2 separate regions of the Mus musculus genome follow, and region 1 is linked to region 2. A link is a contact called in public promoter capture Hi-C data. All regions are on one chromosome and are shown on one strand. The core of a region is the stretch at or near the end of the contact, and the rest is flanking DNA. Distances in the headings are between cores, read along the strand shown.

What was found. Promoter capture Hi-C pulls out the DNA fragments that hold promoters and counts their contacts.
Region 1: a promoter capture Hi-C map of cranial neural crest shows a contact between it and region 2. The contact joins the promoter of Rps11 here to the promoter of Rps19 in region 2.

The regions. Positions count from the first base shown.
Region 1 is chr7:45,123,116-45,125,915 of GRCm38.p6, forward strand. It overlaps Rps11 (ribosomal protein S11), which reads right to left and starts at 1,274. Exons shown (of 5, transcript NM_013725.4): 1 at 1,182-1,274; 2 at 304-435; 3 at 48-123. The coding sequence starts at 1,196. It overlaps Rpl13a (ribosomal protein L13A), which reads right to left. Exons shown (of 8, transcript NM_009438.5): 8 at 2,448-2,800.
Region 2 is chr7:24,883,110-24,886,208 of GRCm38.p6, forward strand. Rps19 (ribosomal protein S19) reads left to right here and starts at 1,483. Exons shown (of 6, transcript NM_001360119.1): 1 at 1,483-1,558; 2 at 2,027-2,097; 3 at 2,343-2,443. The coding sequence starts at 2,027.

The DNA.
Region 1 (2,800 bases), core at 24-2,523, about 20 Mb after region 2:
CCCCTGGACGCAGGAACCTAGAACCACCCTTCCAACATCCCACTCACCAGACAGGATCCGACCTCGGATGGAGACGTTACCAGTGAAGGGGCATTTCTTGTCTATGTAGGTACCCTCAATAGCCTGCAAAGTTAAGAAAGTGGGGTTTAGATTACCACTTCCTAAACAGAACCAAGGATGACGCCTCAGGGCCCATACTACAATTCCCAGGGGCCCATGGGAAGCCACTGTGAAGGGGGCGGGGTGGCTGTGCTCCCACACGTGCAGGGCAGCAGGGATCTCATCTGCTGGAGGGTCCTGTACCTCTTTAGGCGTCTTGAAGCCTAGACCGATATTCTTGTAGTACCGAGGGAGTTTTTCCTTGCCGGTTTCTCCCAGCAGAACCCGCTTCTTGTTTTGAAAGATCGTAGGCTGCTTTTGGTAAGCACGCTCCGTCTGTAGGGATGAGAATTTGGTGAGGTTGCAGGTAAAGTTCAAGGAAATCAGAGACAATATTTCTTCCTTCCTACCTTCAACCTTATTTGCCCCAATCGCCAAAACCGGCTGGTCAGGGCTCTCCAACCACCCCAAGTCTAGTTTAGCTCACACACTGCGTCCCATCTAACACCTCCACAGCCTGCAGAACTCACGGCTGAGATCAAAAAGAGCTTTTCAGCCAGACTGGACCTCCAAAACATACAAATCCACTCATTCGGGATTCAAGCTTATGTCCACGTAGCCGAGCCTGGTGGGCCGGATCTGTCATCCCGGTTGAGGTTGAGGCAGGATGGCAAGTTTAAGACAAGCCTAAGCTCATCGAGGCCAGAGCTGCGCTCACACTGAAAACTACAGCGAGGTCGGGACCGCAGCCCTGCCGTAGAGCGCACGAGGTCCGGGCCTCAGTCTCCATCAAGGGGAAAAAACCTGCTTTACCCAGTGTCCCCGGCTCTGCCGCCGCAGGACTCCCGCGCCGCAGGATGCCCTCCTCCCGCCACAATCCCTCACCCGTTAAGCTCTGAGCTTTAAGAACCAACTCCCGAAGCGCCAGGGACCCCATTACTGCGTAGAGCCCGGATTTCCGAGCCGCCTGAGACGAAGGCATTCGCAGGCATCCTCGCTTCAGCTAATGCGTAAGACAACGAGGACGCCAAGGGATACGCTCCACACCGAAGCGTCGGGGGAAAGCAACTAAACGCTCGAACCTGAATGTCCGCCATCTTCCCGGCCGCCGGAGAAAGGGAGAGGCAGGGCCGCTCCCGGCTTCCTTATTCACCACGCGAGGTCGGGGCGGAAGTGACGCGGGGTTATCCTCACGGAGGTGGGAGGTACTTCCGGCGAGAGCCCGCGTTCCTGGGACTGTCCGTACGCCGCCATGACGGGGGAGGACTAAGGGGCGGGAAGATCCTATCATCTCGCGAGATTTCAGGAGCACGATGTGGAGGAAACGTGCATCATGTGGTACGGCGAGGCTTAGGGCGGAGAAGGCGTGCCGTACGGGTTGGGAAACACGTGCTGGGATTCAGTTTCCAGAGAGAAGCGGCCGTGCAGAGCGGGTCTCAAGAAAGGGGTGAACCGCTTTACAGCAGAGTATCTGCCATACGATGTCAGGAGCAGCCAGCGTCGACCGAATAGTCAACCTTTCTTCCTTTTATTAAAGGCCGACGTCACCAAGGTCGCATGTCCTTTGTTGACAGTATCTCAGGCTGCGCGTCTACCCACACTTTGATGGGTTTATGTCCTGACTACTCGTGGATGAGTGTCTAACCTTAGGTGACCACCCCAGGTAATAGAGGAACCATTTAGCCAGGTGGCAAAAGCTTGTGTCAGTTTCTCGTATTCACCGTTCTAGCCCTGCACAGATGGGCTAGAACAGTATAAAGCATATTTTCAAAATAGATTGACATTTTGAGTGGTGCTGGATCTTTTTAACCCCAGCACTCACGGAGGCATAAGGACTTGGCTTCCAGGTCAGCTAGCTGTAATAAAAACTCTAGTGGTGGTTAACATGGGAAGCATTTTTAAGATTATATGTAAGTACACTGTAGCTGTTCTCAGATACTCCAGAAGAGGGCATCAGATTTCATTATGGATAGTTGTTAGGCACCATTTGGTTGCTGGGATTTGAACTCGGATCCTTCGTAAGAGCAGTCTGTGCTCTTAACCACTGAGCCATCTCGCCAGCCCCCGGAAGGATTTGATGTTTAAAGAACCAGAAGACTCAGGCGTGGTAAATGCCTTTAGTCCCAGCCTTTGTGTCATGGCCTGACCTCCTACAGTCCAGGTACCAGCTCTTGTATCTTGGTGCTGACTTACAGTAACACCATCTAGGACAGGACCCAAGATGTATATCTGCAACTTTTGAGCAACAAAGCCTATCCCGTGAGCAAGGATTCACCCAAAGGGGCCCCCCATGCAGATGACCTGCTGGTGCCCTCTGCCCCTCTCTGCACAGCACACATCGTACACACTTAAGTCAAATAATTTATTAGCACATAAAATCCTCCAGAAAAATACTGCTTTGTGGTCTGCTGGGAAGGAGCAAGGCAGTGCTCCAAGTGTGCACTTGTGAACCCCAGCTCATGTGCAGATCTCATTTTCATAGCTGCAGAATAGGGTACTTGGTCAGGTGGGTGGGGCAGCCCTGCTACTCATTTTCAACACTGAAGCTCAACTGATTCATCCCATGGTTTGCACTTTAATAAAAACTCATGCAGGTGGTGCGCTGTCAGCTCTCTAATGTCCCCTCTACCCACAGGAGCAGTGCCTAAGGAACCTTTGGTCCCCACTTCCCTAGTTGGCGGCGGAGGAAGGGCAGGCCAGG
Region 2 (3,099 bases), core at 233-2,732:
CCTCTGGAGATGAAAGTACAAGCTACTGTGACCCTCCAGTGTAGGTGTTTGGAACTGAAGTCAGATTTTCTGAAATTGCTGAGCCATCTGTCTCTCCGGCCCCTCAAACTGGCTTAACTTTTCACTTATGTATTGATAATTCATTTCTTTTTAATATTTTTTTCTAATTTTAAGTCTTAGTATGTGTATAAAGAGGGTGCGATATGTGAACATACACCCTTCTCTGAGACGCACCTGTGGCAGTCAGAGGACAAAACTCTGTAGTTAGTTCTTATACCGTGATGGGTTCAAAGAATCGTATCAGGTCAATCAGGCTCGTATGGGAGAACTTCTACCTAGTGAGCGAACCATCACAATGCCCCTCGTTTCTTTTTTTTTTTTGGGGGGGGGGGGGTCGAGACAGGGTTTCTCTGTGTAGCCCTGACTGTCCTGGAACTCACTCTGTAGACCAGGCTGGCCTCGAACTCAGAAATCCGCCTGCCTCTGCCTCCTGAGTGCTGGGATTAAAGGCGTGCGCCACCACGCCCGGCCCCTCCTCTCTTTTCTATCTTAAATAATATTTGTCTGGATGCAACACAACCTCAAATATTTTATGCGCTGCGCTGCGGGGTGGGAGTGGGAGGTACTGAGAGCCTGGCGTAGTGACACACTCCCGTAGCATTAAGCTGGGGGATCATGAGTTCAAAGCCAGCCTTAGATAAAAAGTCCCAGGCCAGTCTTGGCTAAATAAATTAATGATAATCCTGTCTCAAAACAACAAACGATAGGCAGGTAGGTGGGTGGGTAGGTACAGATATAATAAAGTTGCACAGGTCAGCTTGGATGACTCAGAAGAGGCAAACGAGGAGACTAACGGTCTGAACAACCAGACTCCGGCACTAGATGGCGGAGCTGAACCTCCACCAAGGGCCCGCCTCTACCCCTTTGTCCCCGCCCTAATCTCCTCCCCGCTCCCAACGCCTTCTTTCCTCTCCGCGAGCGTCAATGGAGCTGAAGCAACTTCCGCCCAAAGAAGGGTGGGGCTTCCGTGTATCTCTTGGTCTCGCGAATGCTAATGCTAGCACAAAAGGTGGTGGTGGCCACATGTCATAGTGCCTTTTCCCTGGATTGCCTGTCACGGTTCCGCCCGTAACTATTCCCATTTCCGGCCAGGAAGCAGGGTCTTGCGCTGAATCCCGCCTTCCTTTCGTGCGCGCTCAACTTCGCCCGCACTTCCGCCCTCAAAAGTTTCCGCCTCCTTGTTCCCGCCAGACACACAAGGCTCAAATGAAGGCCGACTCCCCCAGCTCGCTCCGGTCACGCCCAAGGAAACGGAAAGAGGAACCAGATCCCTTATCCTCCTCCCGAGTCCCTTCTCTTGGCTTCTCCACCCCTTCCTCTTACAGACCCGCCCATTTTGGGTGGAGATGAAGCCATATTCGCCCTCAGAAAGGCGGAGCCCTCTGGTTTAGCCGCTCTCGCGAGCACTCCGAAATCTCGCGAGACTCGACGCCCGACTTGTGCGCCCGGGAAACCCCGTCGTTCCCTTTCCCCTGGCTGGCAGCGCGGAGGCCGCACGGTGAGTGAGGGCTCTGGGTCGCGGCTGTGCGCGGGGCCACGGGGCCGGGCTTTCTGGCCCCAAGAGCTCGTGCCGGGACCGCGGGAAGCCCGGCGCGGGGTCGCTCCGCCCTCTGGAGCCGCGGCCACGTGCGAGCGGCAGGCCCGGACATGCCTGATCGCCGCAATCCGGGAGCCCGGAGGGTTAGGTGGGCAGCGGAGGGGTGAGTGGGACGCCCGGAACGTGGGCTTGAGGGAGCGGGGTGTGGAGGGCTCTCCCACGCGGTCACCACGCCGCGGTGCTGCGATCCGCGTGGCGTGTGCACCCGGCAACTCTGTTGGACCTGCAGGAGCCGAGTTGCAGGGACATGAGGCTGGGTGGATGCTGAGGCTTTGGGGTGGACTGGCGACGAGCAGGGTTGGTGTTGACCTGGACCCACGTCAGGGGTTTGCACCAAGCCTGACCTCGGCATGCTTGTCCCTTCCTCAGATGCCCGGAGTTACTGTAAAAGACGTTAACCAGCAGGAGTTCGTCAGAGCTCTGGCAGCCTTCCTCAAAAAGTAAGTGTTTGTTGGAACTGAGGCCTGACCCCTGTGCGCTGTGACCCCAATGTGTCATTAATCCCTCTGGCCACTTGCTGGGGGTCTTTTCTGAATTGGGCCTACGGTGACCATGCTTCCTTTTTAACCTGTTCGTTCTTGCTTTTTTTTTCCCCCAACCTTGTTAACTTGCTAAAGGTTAGTAGATCTGAAGTCATCTTTGGAAATTTTTGAAGTGTGCTTTTTCTCAATTCTCTTGGTTCTAGGTCCGGGAAGCTGAAAGTCCCCGAATGGGTGGACACAGTCAAGCTGGCCAAACATAAAGAGCTTGCCCCATATGATGAGAACTGGTTCTACACACGAGCTGGTAAGAACTGAGGCTTTGGCTGGGAGTGGGAACCTGGGCGACCCCAGGCAGGGACCCTGTCTTCCCCTCCCATCTACACCAGGAGACAGACCTCATTATTGAATAGCTGTAGCTTTAAACTAGAAAGGAAATCTGAGGGCAAATGAGTGTCCATATTTTGCTTACTTGAGAGTCTTAACAGCTTTCTGTGTCCACGGTTATAGCATTTAGATTTGAACAACTGTCAACTCCTGTTTGGTTGAGTGGTCGGGAGTGCCACTCCTGTTATAAAGGAAACTTACAGATCTGGTGCCCAAAGAAAACTTTGGGGTGCCCCTCTGGTCTCTCTGGATCCTGCCTGGGTGCTTTGTGCATCCTGTTGTCTCTAGTCTTTAGGGGAGCAGGATTCTTTCTGCTGGGTAGTGCCAGGGTTGCAGTTCATGGCCAGGCCTTTGCTAGGGGGGGGCCCTGCCTGAGAATTCCCCTGGTCGTGGGAAGTAAGTTCCTCTTCGCTTAAGACCGTGAAGCAGTTTATAAGTTAATATTAAATGTCCACGGGATCCACTTTGTTTCAGGCTTTGGCATGGGCACAGGGACCACCATGACTCAACACAGCCTCTGAAAACCAAAAGGTCAATTCCACAGTGTGGGAAAAGGTCGGTGCTTCCACCTGCCAG